2 separate regions of the Anas platyrhynchos genome follow, and region 1 is linked to region 2. A link is a contact called in public Hi-C data. All regions are on one chromosome and are shown on one strand. The core of a region is the stretch at or near the end of the contact, and the rest is flanking DNA. Distances in the headings are between cores, read along the strand shown. Region 1 holds the start of NASP (nuclear autoantigenic sperm protein). Region 2 overlaps TESK2 (testis associated actin remodelling kinase 2).

Region 1 (6,475 bases), core at 2,246-4,745, 140 kb before region 2:
CTCAAGGAAGCCTGAGCGCAGTGCTTCAGGACACAGACATCTGGTGACCCTTCACACACGCTTATGCAGTCAGTTCCTCGTAGAGGTTTGGGAGGTTTTGTTCAATCTTTAAGCAAGATTAGAAGAACAAAAGTCCGTTCTGGCTGCTAGGAGTTTGAACAAAATGCTTCTGACTACCTGGGATGCCAATACTCAGCACGTGGACCATTTAGACAAGAAAATGCAGCTCGGTACCTCCACGGCACGACCAACAGCTTTACATACCATCAGCAGCCGGTAAGGCGGAATCATCTTCAGCTTTCTCTCCTTCCTCTTCAACCTGCACCCCTTCTAAGGCATTTCCCAATACACCGTTTTCCATTCTAAAGGGAATAAGAGGTTGTTATCCCTTGGCTCCTGTTATTACTCCTCTTTAACTGTGGAAGCTACAACACCATGGCCCGTTCCACCCAGCATAACTCTGCACATGAGGCTCTAGCACAACCCTGCCTATACGAGGACAAAGCTTTTACCCCAGCCAGACTCCTGCTCTGGATGCCTGACACGCTGCATGCTTCCATGACAGTAACAGGTGCTTAGAAGATAAGCCTACTAACATCATAAATAACATTTCCCTCCAGAGAAGTATGGATATTTGTCAAATGGTTCCTAAAAAAACGCAGCTACTACAAAGCATTGCTTAAATAACAGCAAACAAGCCACAGCACATAGTACCTATATTACTTTGAAATGTTTTTCTGCCAGAAGCTTTATTTCTGATACCATTTTTCACTCTCAAAATTGAGTTTTACAGCCTCTTAAGACAGTCACTCCTATTTCTTCGGAAAAGATGCACACCCATTACTGTTCAGCTATAAACCACCTGAAGGAAGTGTACCATACATTTAAGGACAGGCACCGTACGTGAGCAACTGGTAGCATACCTTGCCAACTCCAGGAGAGATTTTCCATAATAAAAAAAAGCTTCTGCACACTCATCCGCTGTCTCACCATATTTTTTACCCCTACAAAAGTAATGAAGCATTATTTGCCTCTGCTGGTTTTTGGAGGTTTTGATACTGAACTTTAAAGCTAAGAATTCCTGGACAAGAAGAATCAGTTTCCTAAGCTCATCTTCCATTTTTGAACATTGGATGGATGCCCCTCTCACTTATTTAGAGCTGTATCTCAGAAGCATCCAGCAAAGCAAGTTAATCTAAAAACGCAAGACTTATCACCCTCAGGGACTGATCAAGACTAGCAAAGAACGGGCAAGTTACACGACTCCTTTATTTTCACATTAACAGGCTACGTCAGAACTATGTAAGGCAAAATAAAATATCAAATCCTTTTTCCTTCCTAGAGAACTGCATTATCAATTATTATCATTATAAAAGCTGTCCCAGTTACACGGCAACTACAGTATTGTCCTACACCTAAGCACTCTCCTCAGTTGTGTTATAAATATAGCAACATACATAATGTAAAAACCTAAATCTCGTATGAACCACGTCAGTGTAGTCAACCTGAAAGCCAGCCCTTACAAAAACACACAAAACATTTTACTACTTACAGCAAGCTTGCAGCTTCCTGGAACGCATTAACAGCAGCTGGAATATTTCCCATTACCAAGTGTTTCTGTCCTAAACCCAATAGTTTCTTGGATTCTCCATCCACATCCATACTAGGAGAAAATCAGATGCAGGATTGTTAGTTTCCATAGTAATGAGAAAAGTACACGTCGGATTCATACCCAGCTCTCAAGACCTAGGCAGCTCAGTTTAAGTGAGCTGCAGACATTAACGTGACTGGCAGCACCGTAATTTTATTTTGAAGTCTGGACCACCTTCTGGTTTTGATGGTTAAGGACAAATAGGTTAATTCTAATAAATACTGGAAGAAGTGGCTGTCAGACACAGGCATGGCAAAGGAGGCTCAATACCAGGGGGCTGCACAGCAGTGTAACAGTGCTGCACAGGGCTTTGCCGGCTGCAAGAAGAGAAGAATAAGTGCAGGTTATGGCTTCTGACGATGCACCTGAGGAGACAGATGGATGCGAACCTTGGTTTTGGCTCAGCACCCCTCAAGCAGGGTGCTGCAGAGGGCACCTGTACCTCACGGCGGGACGTGAGGAGATGCCCACAGGGCAGCAGGACAAGGACAGCCACACACCCACGACCTCCCTCTCAAGGTGCCAGCAGCATCCTTAGCCTCACTCACCCGTCTGCTTTGTCGGCGGAGGTGGAGGGGGCGGCCAGTTCCTCTTCCATCCTGCAAGGGACAGGAGGAGCGGGGCGTCAGCATCGCCACAGCGGGGCTGAGGTGTGAGGCCGGGGGCCATAGCGGTGCCCAGACACCGCCGCCACCCCTCAGCGTTTTGGGGAGAGCGACAAGGTGTGGGGGTTAGTTATCGATTTATTTAAGCGTTAAGTCAGAGAGCGAGGGTTATTTATTTGTGTGTGTTATTTATTTAGATAAGAGAATGAGGGTTATTTATTTACGTGTGTTAGGTCAGAGACTGAGGGTTATTTGCATGCGTTAAGTCGAAGATTGAGGGTTATTTACTGATGTATTTATATGCATGAAGTCGAAGACTGAGCGTTATTTACTCATTTATATGCATTAAGTCCCAGACTGAGGGTTGTTTACATATTTACGTGTGTTAAGTCAAAGGCTGAGGGCTGTTTACCCGTTTATTTGTGCTAAATCAAAGACCGAGAGTTGTTTATCCGCGTTAAACCCAAGTCTGGGGGCTGCTCACTCATTTATTTGCGCTAAACCATGCTCTGATCGCTGTTTATTTGTTTATTGCCGCCAGAGCAGGGCCGCTGCCCGTCCCCTCACAGACAATGGCCCCTTCCCGCCTCACCGCCGCCCCGCCCCCGCCCTTGGCGCCAAACCCCGCCGGCGGCTCCTCACGGGCTGCCGGCCCCGCGCCACGTGACCGCTCCCCCCCCCCTTCCCCGACCCTCTCCGGGCAGGCTCAGCGGCGTCGGCTGCCCCCAACAAAGATGGCCGCGGCCGCGCGCGGGTCACGTGGTGCCTCGGCGCGAGCCGAGCGGGCCCAGCTGGCCGCGGCGGAGCGGGCCGGCACGTACCACCGCCCGCGGGGGGGGGGGGGGGGGGCACACAGGGGGAGGTGAGGGGGCACCGGGCCCAGCCAGCACCCCCTAAGCCACACGCTCACCCCCCCCCCCCGCCTCAAGGAAGCTCGCCCGCCGCCCCCAGCCCCCCCGTTGCTCTGTGAGGCGCACGGGAAGCGGCCCCCCTCACCCCCGCCGCCCCCCCCCCCCTCCTCCCGGCGCACCGCACGCGCGCAGCGGGCCCGGGGCCGGCCCTACCTAGTCGGGGAGGCCGACGCGGGCTCGACGCAAGGGGCGGCGGCGACGGCCGAGGATTGCATAGAAGCTGCTGGAGACAGGGGCGGCGGCGGCAGAGTGCAGACCCCTACCCCTCCGGCCGCCTATATACCTCCCAGGACACGCCCCGGCCCGCCTCGCGGCGCGCGCACGCAGCCTCCGGACTACAGCTCCCAGCATGCCGCGCGCCCACCCTCCGCCCGGCACTCAGGGCGCCGGCGCGCGAGGCTCGCTGGGAAATGTAGTCCCGAGAGGCGGCTGCCGCCGCTGCGCCGCGCTGCCCGCTGGGAAGTGTAGTGCGGAGCGAGGCGGGGAGGAGCGAAGGGAACGGGGTTCCGGCTGCCGCGGGGCGTGCTGGGAATTGTAGTCCGGGCCGCGGGGCGGACATCTTGCGAGTGAAATTACCTCAGGAATAAAATCACCTCAGGGAAAGCACAGCACGGACTGCGCTCCCCTCAGGGCGAAAATGGCCCGTCGGGTAGAGGCCTGACCCTGCTGTAACGGCTTTCTGGGCTGAGCAGAACCCAGCAGGGTTAGGAAACAGCAGGCACAGAAACTTTTCACATTTCACATAAAGATCACAGCAAGCAATAAACAAACTTGTTCCATCTGGCTGCACAGCATAAGGCCCAGGAGAGAAAACACTTGCAGAGACATTACACTTGAGGTGGATACACGGTTGTAACACAGACCTAGAGTAAAAGAGGTTATCCAAACTAAAACGATCTCATTCTTTCATTTTTGAGCTATCTGAATACAGAGGATTATTCTTCTGTTTGTTAGTGCTATGGGAAACGTAACAAATAATTGCTCTTTATTTCACTTACGGTCAATTAAGCTTTCTTTGTCCAGCAGCAAAACAGAAGTCATGCCCGCAACCATCTCCAAGTGGCAGCAGATCTGAAAGAGTCCCTTTGTTTTAATTCTGAGAGCCCTTTACAAACCCTTCCCTTGCTGCCATGCCTGCACCAAGGCAGGCGAGCATCCACCCTATTTTACAGGTAGAGAAACCCAAAACAAAGTATTAAATAACGCTGCTAAGGCCACAGATGGTATCGCTGTTGGAGCACCGGTATGTACTAAGACTTCGTGCTCTTGGTGCTCTGATGGCGTAACAATTCATTACAGGACTGAAACAAAATAAAAACTGCTGGTGGTAGAGCTCCAGCCCTGCACAATAGTGTATCAGCACTCTGTAAATTAGTCCTGCCACAGAGTAACACAGAGACTTGGCCAGTAGGAAAGTTGAGGCACAGAAAACGCAAATTCCTTGTCCAGCGTTAGCAGCAGGTCAGCAGTGGGAAGGGAAGCAGGACCAGCTCTCCCATATGCCAGCCCAGACAGCAGTCAACAAGAAGAGACATTAAAAGGGAAGGGGCCCTCTGACACTTTGTTTTGTTTTGTTTTTCTTTTATTGTATTATCAAGAACAAAATCTGTGATGTTCCAGAACTTGAACCGGACATCTTTGGTAAAGACACATTGGAGAAATTTATGGGAAAGGCAGGATGGATTTCTAAAGGACTTGCTAAAAAGTTATTCAGGCTTTTATGAGAGGATAATCAGAGATATTCCAGAGCTAGAACCTATCCATGTGACAAGCAACAGGAATGATTGCCCTGAAGGCCTGCTTCAGGTTACACATTTATTCCCCTCAAATCAACAGAAATTAAAAGAAAAAGAAAATAAAGAGGAGAGAGTTTAAGTCCCATGAGTATTCCAAAGGGGATAAAAAGCACTCAGCATGGATGATAACTTGGGTTTTAATGAACACTTTATAGACACAGTGCAACCGTAGCACATTTCACTTAATTCCCTGTATAAAAGATTAATGAAAATATTGAAGGTGATAACTGGGTAGTTGTTTAGTCTGAAAATGCTTTCATGCCTTCCCCTTTCCCCCCCCCCCCCATCATGGTAATAAAGATTTCAAAACCGTTCAACAGACAGAAAACACAAAGTATTGCCCTAGCCTGATAACGATGTGTGGAATTTCATTTAGAATCTCCCACTCTTTATCTAATGCCAAAAGACGTTATGTTTCCCAAGGCAAGCTGGTGGATTCATTACAATGACTGCAAACTCTGATAGGGAAGCTACAGGACCTTCAGAAGGAAGGTCAATTAAAAGCAGTACATTGTAAGAAAACCTTCCTTCCTGGGCAGGATTAATTTGGACTTTTTTTTGTTGTTGTTTGTTTTACAGTTTTGACAGATTATGGCACTCATTACTTTGTGGAAAAGTATGCAGAGGAGCACATTATTCTAACACCTTATTTTGCAGTTAATAGGGGTCATTGAAGGGGTAATGGGGGTGTCCAGCATCTCTTGGTACTGGCTTCCCATTCACCTGTGAAGTAAACAGACAGATGCATGTCAGAAAGATACAGACCCATTCGTACTCTTTTTCAAGTTTTGCATGGTTTCAACTTGTAAATCTTCATATCCCAAACATCTGGGAGCATCTTCCTGAGTTTAATCAAGAGCTGTTCCCTCCACCCCTAAGTCCTCTTGGTACTTCTTAAAAGATTTTTTTTTTTTTGTAGCCTAAAGCAAGAGTCTTTCTTCCAGCTACTTAGGCTTTTAAGAATTGAATTAAGAATAGTTAAGCCTTTTGCCTTGTAGCCATTACTGAATAAATGTTGCAACATGCACACTTCAAAACACTTCGCAGAAGTAAGCGCTTTTGCCCATCTTTCCATGACAGAGTTGTTGGGCTGCCAATTTTACGGATGGATATAATGAATCAAGTGTAGTAATTTGTTCAGGGCCATACACTGAAGCATTTACAGCATCACTGAAACAAAAAGTGCTACGAAGGAGCTAAGAACAAACTTCTTGTTTAAGAACACTTTCATGGCCAACCAGTTTCCCCAGCTGTAAAATGGGAGTACTGAAACTAACATTCATTGACAATTAAACAAAAGCTCCTGATGGCCCAAAAGCAGATGTAGCCAAGCAGAAGCCTCAGTTCCTACGGCCCACCTCCAGGCATTCACATGCATAAACTGCATTCCTAGATGCATCAAGTCTACTGCAACGCCCCCATTTACTAGGAGCTGGGGTAAAACCTTGTTCTGCAACCTATAATGTTTGAGGAAATTTAGATGCAGCATCAGCAAGAAGAAAAACCTCCCCT
Region 2 (6,378 bases), core at 2,623-5,122:
ATTCTGATCTAAAACTTGCAACAAGAATAATTGGTCTTGATCTAGAACTGCAGGCTGGATGACCAGTGTACTAGTTATTGTCTGTTCTGTTTTAGTGGTGTCATTTATTTTTAAAAACTGTTCCAGTGAGTAAAGGATTTACCCAAGTTTTTCAGTAGATCTTCCAAGCAAGTATTAGGGAGTTTTGTTGTTTAAAAAAAAAATAATCTGGTTTGGGATGATTTTTATAATAAATGTCCTCTACTGATCCCAAACAACTCTAGCTCCTTTCCATTTTTCTAAACAACATTCAGTGGCATTCTATTAGTTTTCTATTTAACTACTGTGTTAGTTAAGATTCAGGTTGATAAAGAAGAGAGATAAAAATTAATACTGTTTAACAGTAGCTCAGCATTTTCATCTCCATGGGATGCAACTATGAACTTAACTCATTTGAGGAGTGCACAGGTGAGGTGACTGTCACAAGCTATTGTCATGATTTGCAATAGTCCTCTTGTCCTCCCTCTGTTAGGGAGGTCAAGGACAAGGATTTAATTGTCCTCTCATCTGTATATTGACATGTCTTTCAGAGTAGTCTGACTGTTAAATGTGCAGTCAAATATTCTCCAGTGTGTGCTTCAGTGTAAGATAAATAAAAGCCTTCCAGCTCTTCTAACTGCAGAGTAAACAATAAAAGCTGATCCCAGCTATGCACTGTTTTTAAACTGCGTGTATCCTAAACCTATAGCTTGGGAGGTCTGAAGGCTTGTTTTAATGTTGGTGAAATATTGATCTGAAAGTTTAACAAAGCGAACATCTAATTCCAAACTGCTGATAAGCGTAGTCAATGTGTATCTTGTACGCTCCTGTGGAATCTCTACCTTTTAAGGTTCTACTGAAAGCTTCAACTGTATCAATAGGAAGCCGTCAGAATCAGGAAGACATCAGTGTGGTTTTAATACCCAATTTTAAGATGTCTTGAAAACTGAGTATAGTAATAGCTAAATCAAATACCTTGATACTAAATAAATAAGATAATGAAAGTGTTGCAGCAGCCACACTTTCAGTCTGATCTAGCCTTACCATCATTTTCAAATGCAGTTATATTTTTTCCAGTTTTCTGGCTAGCAACCCATGGTTTTAGAGGCCTTCAGAGGCCTTTTCTTTGTAGGTGTTCGTTCAAGGACAGCTGGGGGACAAGCTTGATGCCTTTTTTAAGACCGTAGTCTTCAACCATATTAGAAACATTGCAGAGATGTCAAATCAGCTCTATTCTATGTACTTTTAACTTCTCCCTACTAAAAGATGTATCTGGTCAGTCTTGACTTTTTTTTTGTTTGACAAAATATGCAAGCAGGCTGTGCTGAATACTTTGGGAGCTGCCTATAGGTATACATGTAGGGATAATTGCATGTCCTGCTGAATTAATAGAGAATTTGACATCTGGCCAGAAACTGATCTCCACAAGCCTTTTTAAACATAGATGAAAGAATCCACTCTGCCAAGAGTTTGGAAAACAAAACTATTGAAATATGTGACCTGAAGATAAAAACAACTGGGGGGGGGGAAGCTCAGGCACTTAGGTACTGGAAATACAATATGTTGGGCAATTGACCTAGGCTTGCTTTCTCTTTCACCTTCTTCTCTTGCTATTAAATGTTCCAGTAACTACTGGAGGAAATTAGAGTAAAATGCAGTGTATTTCGGATCCCACCTGTATAGACTTCCCTATGGTGGAAGTTTCTACAGATGCTTGCAGTTACAGGAAGTTTATAGCAATGTATGAATCAGACCAGTTCATTAATGATTATTCTTTTCTCTCCTCCTGCTGCTCACCCTCCAATGTCTACGTCTACACATAGTGAAAAGTTACCAGTGGTGGGGTCACCCTTCTGGATGGCACCAGAAGTTCTCAGAGATGAACCTTACAATGAAAAGGTTGGTACGTGTAAATAGACTTCAGTTGTCACTTGTTTCTTTTCAGTATCTGTATACAAGACTTAAGATTTCCATAATATTATTGTTATTTTTTCATTTGTCACATTCCTATACTAGGTAGGTCATTCAGACTGAGGGAGAGTGTGAGTCAAACAGCTAATAATTGTAATTCATGGAATAGTTTCTTAAGCAGAAATAGAAGTACCTTTAGCATAATTCACTGTTAGGCTGTTTCCATTCTGAAACACCCCATGTGCAGAAATGTGATAATGACTTGTCTACCTAACACAGCTTGATTTAACCAGGTCTTGTGAGAAATGTCTGGTGATACTTGGTGCAGGTTACTTTCCTGACAATGGGTTAGTGACCTCTTGGTAAAAATAAGAGGTCTGTAAATTTGTACAATTACTTTAATTAAAAAAAATAATAATAATCAACAGTACTCAAAGGTGATGTGCCTGGATAAAAAAAAATGTTCTCCAAAGGTATTTCTTACATTTTTTTTTCTATTGGTGGCACTGGAAAATGTTTCTTTTAGTGGAGCATCAGATCACACTAGGCTCTAGAAATAGTATTTTTCTATCAAGTTGTTCTTTACACAGGGTTTCCTCTGTCATGTGCAAAGATGTTCTCTAAAACACAGTGTAGTTCAGCCCTGCAAGAGCAACTTTTCATGTTAAAGCCCACATCCTGTACCTTTTTTTAGCTAGTAGTCAATATCTGTTTAATTGTTGGTACTTGAAACGAAGAGGAAGGCAGTAGCAACCGCAGTGATAAATGTGGTCATTACTATTTCAAAGCTTTGAGAGTTCCCGTTGACCTAAATTAATAATAAAGTACCCAGATATGGTGCCACGTTCTTCACTGACCCTAGGGCATGGGAGACTAAGGAGGAAGCAGGTCTCTATCAGTGTGAAAGGTAGCATATAAGCCTGCCTTGTACCAGAAGGCTGAGGGATGCCAGTTTCTGTTCTGTAGACCTTTATTGTATGCTTTCCCAAATTGTATTACTTGGTAAATTCAGGTGGGTGGAAATCTGAGGAACTGTGCAGCTCCAGGGATACTCAGATAAGTGATTACTAAGCAGCATGGAAATTTCAATGGAAAAGGAGGCGGGTATACAATGTTAGTAGGTGTCTCAAGCTTTGGGAGATTCTTTTCTCCAGAGGTGCTGAACTGTGAGAAAAGGGGGAAAAAAAGTACATTTTCTCTGAAGAGCAGCATTAATATTCTGGATAAACTGTGTGCATGTGAATTTTAAACCCCTCTTTCTAACCACAGTGATACATAGGCATGTCATATTTTGGCTGTGTTTTTAATTACTCCCATCTGTAAGACATCAAATGCAACTTTACCATTCTTTATGCAAGGAAAGATTTTTATGTTGCTGATTTAATAGTAGCTTTTTTTTTTTTTTTGAAAGAGTTTTAAAATCATCATTGCTATTTGTGCTGCAGCGGGGTTTTACTGTAAGCATATGTTTCTTCACATGGAAAATATTAGTTATAGTGCAGTTGTAAGGCTGTGGTGTTGGTTTAGTTGTTCTCGATAACCAGTTGGGGGTAAGGAGGAACGCAGTAGCAGATAAGAATAGTGTATTCATAGCTGAACCATGTAGCTATTTATTTTTTCCTCCTAGGCGGATGTGTTCTCCTATGGTATAATTCTGTGTGAGATTATAGCAAGAATACAGGCAGATCCAGACTATCTCCCTCGCACAGAGGTAAGTGGTTACGTTCATCGTGTTGGTGGGAGGTGGTAAATATGCCATGATAATGGCTGGCCTTTAGGTCTTCTGGCACTGCTGCCAAAGATAGGATGAATAGTTCTTACACTAAAAAGAGCCTGTAACAGGCCTTTGTATTCCATGCTGTTGTAAGAAGCTCCCTCAAAGATGTTTTGACACAGACTTCGTGCAGCAGCAGTCATCAGAAATCCTTTCAGAAGCTCTAGACCTGTCCTGAACTGTTAGAACATTGAGGGTGTTGCAGGACTTTCCTTTTGTAGTGTGATAGCTCATGCAGATTCTTGCTGGATTCAGAACAGAGCACTGCTGATGTACTGCATCCTCTAAGTAGCCCTGCCTTGTGAAAGGGGCAGGAGCTAAAATAAGCTCACCCTTATTTTTACATACACAGTACTAAGCATTGTTAATCTGAGCTAAAATTGACTAATCAGAGGAGATGCCACATCTTTCTTCAGTTGCCTTTTGGCTGCGTCCCATCTGCAAGGCAGCTTTTGGCCCTCCATAGGGGTCTTCCAAATTGCCTGTCCATCTCCAGTTCTGAAAATGCTTGTATTGAACCACAATAAGTAAGAGATCCTTTTGTTTTTCTTTCCTTCAGATCTTCTTATAGAAATGCATTTAAGGAACTGGGTAATTTGTAACACCAGCCTAGTAGTACCATGTACTGAAAAATTAACTACTTTAATTGGTGAATTTTCATCATAGTGAAGCCTCTGGTTTTACAGCAGGCTGTTAATTTACACTATGAAAATCAAGGTGAAACTTGATAGTGTAGGATATTGCTTCCAGATCCACATGGGCAACACTTCAAGTGCAATGAATTGCAGTTGAATCCAGGAAGAAGAATGGGCTTTGAAGTCAGCTCATTCTCTTACAGGTATCTTGTATCAAATAAATCCCAATGGGAGTGATGCAGTTTGGAGTGTGCATGAAGTTTTCTCAAAACCCACTGTATGTGGCTGCTCAGGGGTAGTGTTCATGGTTATTCCATGTAGGGACACCCTCAAAAAACATATTTTGGGCCAGTAGGAAGTCTCACATCTCTGCTCTCTATGGTGTTTTTTTTTGTTTGTACAGAATTTTGGATTAGATTATGATGCCTTCCAGCACATGGTGGGAGACTGTCCCCCTGACTTCCTCCAGCTGGCCTTCAACTGCTGTAACGTGAGTACCTTACCTGAAGGCGACAGGCCAAAATTGGAGTTAAATCCCTCTGGATTTTGAAGATAGAGCTTAAAGTGTGTACGGAGGAGACCTAAGCTGTGCACATTCTAAGAACCCAGAGTCCCTTGCATTTTTTTTGTATCCCTTCCTTTCTCCTTGCAAAAGAGTCTGACTTCTGCTTTTGTTGTTCCGTGTTCTGTCATGCCAAACAAACAGGTCTGGCACACTGAACAGCTTCTTGCAGGCTGCTCAGGCTGATCATAACCAGTTGTATGTTATTGACACTGGCTGGCCCTCGGGCTGACAAAATCCAGCTGTTATTGTGTACAGACCTACTGAGCTGTGAAGAAAGAATTCTGAGTTGTTCTCATAAACAGAGGGGACAAAATGGGGACAGGCAAATAAAGAGCAGGCCCTAAACTACTCTGAAGTTTCTATATGCTGCCTTTTGTAAAGAGGAATAACCCTGTAAATCCCAAGATTGTATTTAAAAAAAAAAAAAAAAACAAACACAAAACACACACAACCAAACAACAAAACAACAAAAAAGAAATATAACTTGAACCCAAGAACACAGGTGACTTAATAACAGTAAGGCCATAGGCAGTGTGCAGTATGGAGTAAATTTCTTCTTGTTATTTGAGTAAAAGGATGATAATGCTGGATACCTTAATGGCTCATCAGCATGAAAATATCAAGGAAGTGGATCCCTTTTGTGAATTATCTTATTAGAGAGGTTACTAATTCCTTTGGTAAACTGCTTAATCTGAAGTAAGAGAACCTGAGCTTCCAGAAACTTGGATGAAGCTAGGAATGTCACTGCTCACCTGAAACTGAGAGACCTTCTAGAATGCTTGCTGCACAAAGCTCTGCTCAGGACACCACAACCAAGCCTGTAATTAGCAAAAGCACCATGTCCTAGTGAGCATTTGTAAGAAAACTCTCAGAACAGGCTTTGTATTCCTGTCTGTTACTGATTTTCAGGCTTTGTTTTCATGTCAGCACTGCTGCTGAAAGAAGCAGTCTCATCTCTCCATTCTTCCAAGAGTTGTCGTTGCCCCATGCTCTCTCTTTACAGTGTATTAGTACAAGTGCACATACTTGAAGGGAGAATGGCATTCAGGTGAGAATATGGGTGAGCATATGTGTCTAGCATAAATTAATGCTAGACATGTTTGTGCAACTTAGTCTGGACGAGTTATTTTGCTCCTCTAATTTCACCTTAGTACGGTGGAGCTTACTTCAGTAGGACAGCAGTATGCTTGACTCATGTTTCTGAAGTGTTTTGACTATGTGAGCACTATAGGGTTTGGGTGGAATTAGGCTTTGACTGTGGAAACCTCAGCTCCCAGCTGTAGTCCCCAGAAATCATACAGCATCCAACACGTGGTGCTTGATTCAAAGCAATTTTTCAGCACAAATTCGGAGTAGAACTGTACTCAGGAGGAAAGGGGAAGTGACTGGTCTCATATTCTCATGTAAGAATTTGTTGTGTTCGGAGAAAAGGGATTTTCTCCTACTGATTATCATCAAATGCTGTCTCCTGCATA

What was found. A called contact is a pair of places that touch in the nucleus more often than the background predicts.
Region 1: a contact with region 2 is called in a Hi-C map of skeletal muscle, with 2.2 times the contacts expected there. The contact joins the promoter of NASP here to the enhancer-like site in region 2. A contact is called at or near these places in 4 of 8 Hi-C or Micro-C datasets (liver, skeletal muscle and subcutaneous adipose tissue).

The regions. Positions count from the first base shown.
Region 1 is chr8:29,891,101-29,897,575 of IASCAAS_PekinDuck_T2T, reverse strand. NASP (nuclear autoantigenic sperm protein) reads right to left here and starts at 3,495. Exons shown (of 14, transcript XM_027463196.3): 1 at 3,321-3,495; 2 at 2,200-2,250; 3 at 1,553-1,663; 4 at 924-1,004; 5 at 265-362. The coding sequence starts at 3,382. AKR1A1 (aldo-keto reductase family 1 member A1) reads right to left here. Exons shown (of 11, transcript XM_027463205.3): 11 at 5,085-5,686. The coding sequence ends at 5,621.
Region 2 is chr8:29,749,570-29,755,947 of IASCAAS_PekinDuck_T2T, reverse strand. TESK2 (testis associated actin remodelling kinase 2) reads left to right here. Exons shown (of 10, transcript XM_072041727.1): 6 at 1,842-1,917; 7 at 3,557-3,640; 8 at 4,742-4,828. Among named protein-coding and RNA genes, the nearest start is that of TOE1, 18 kb to the right of the region's middle. Within about 2 kb of position 3,872, at least 1 of the 8 cell types and tissues checked has an H3K27ac peak or open chromatin away from gene starts, as enhancers often do.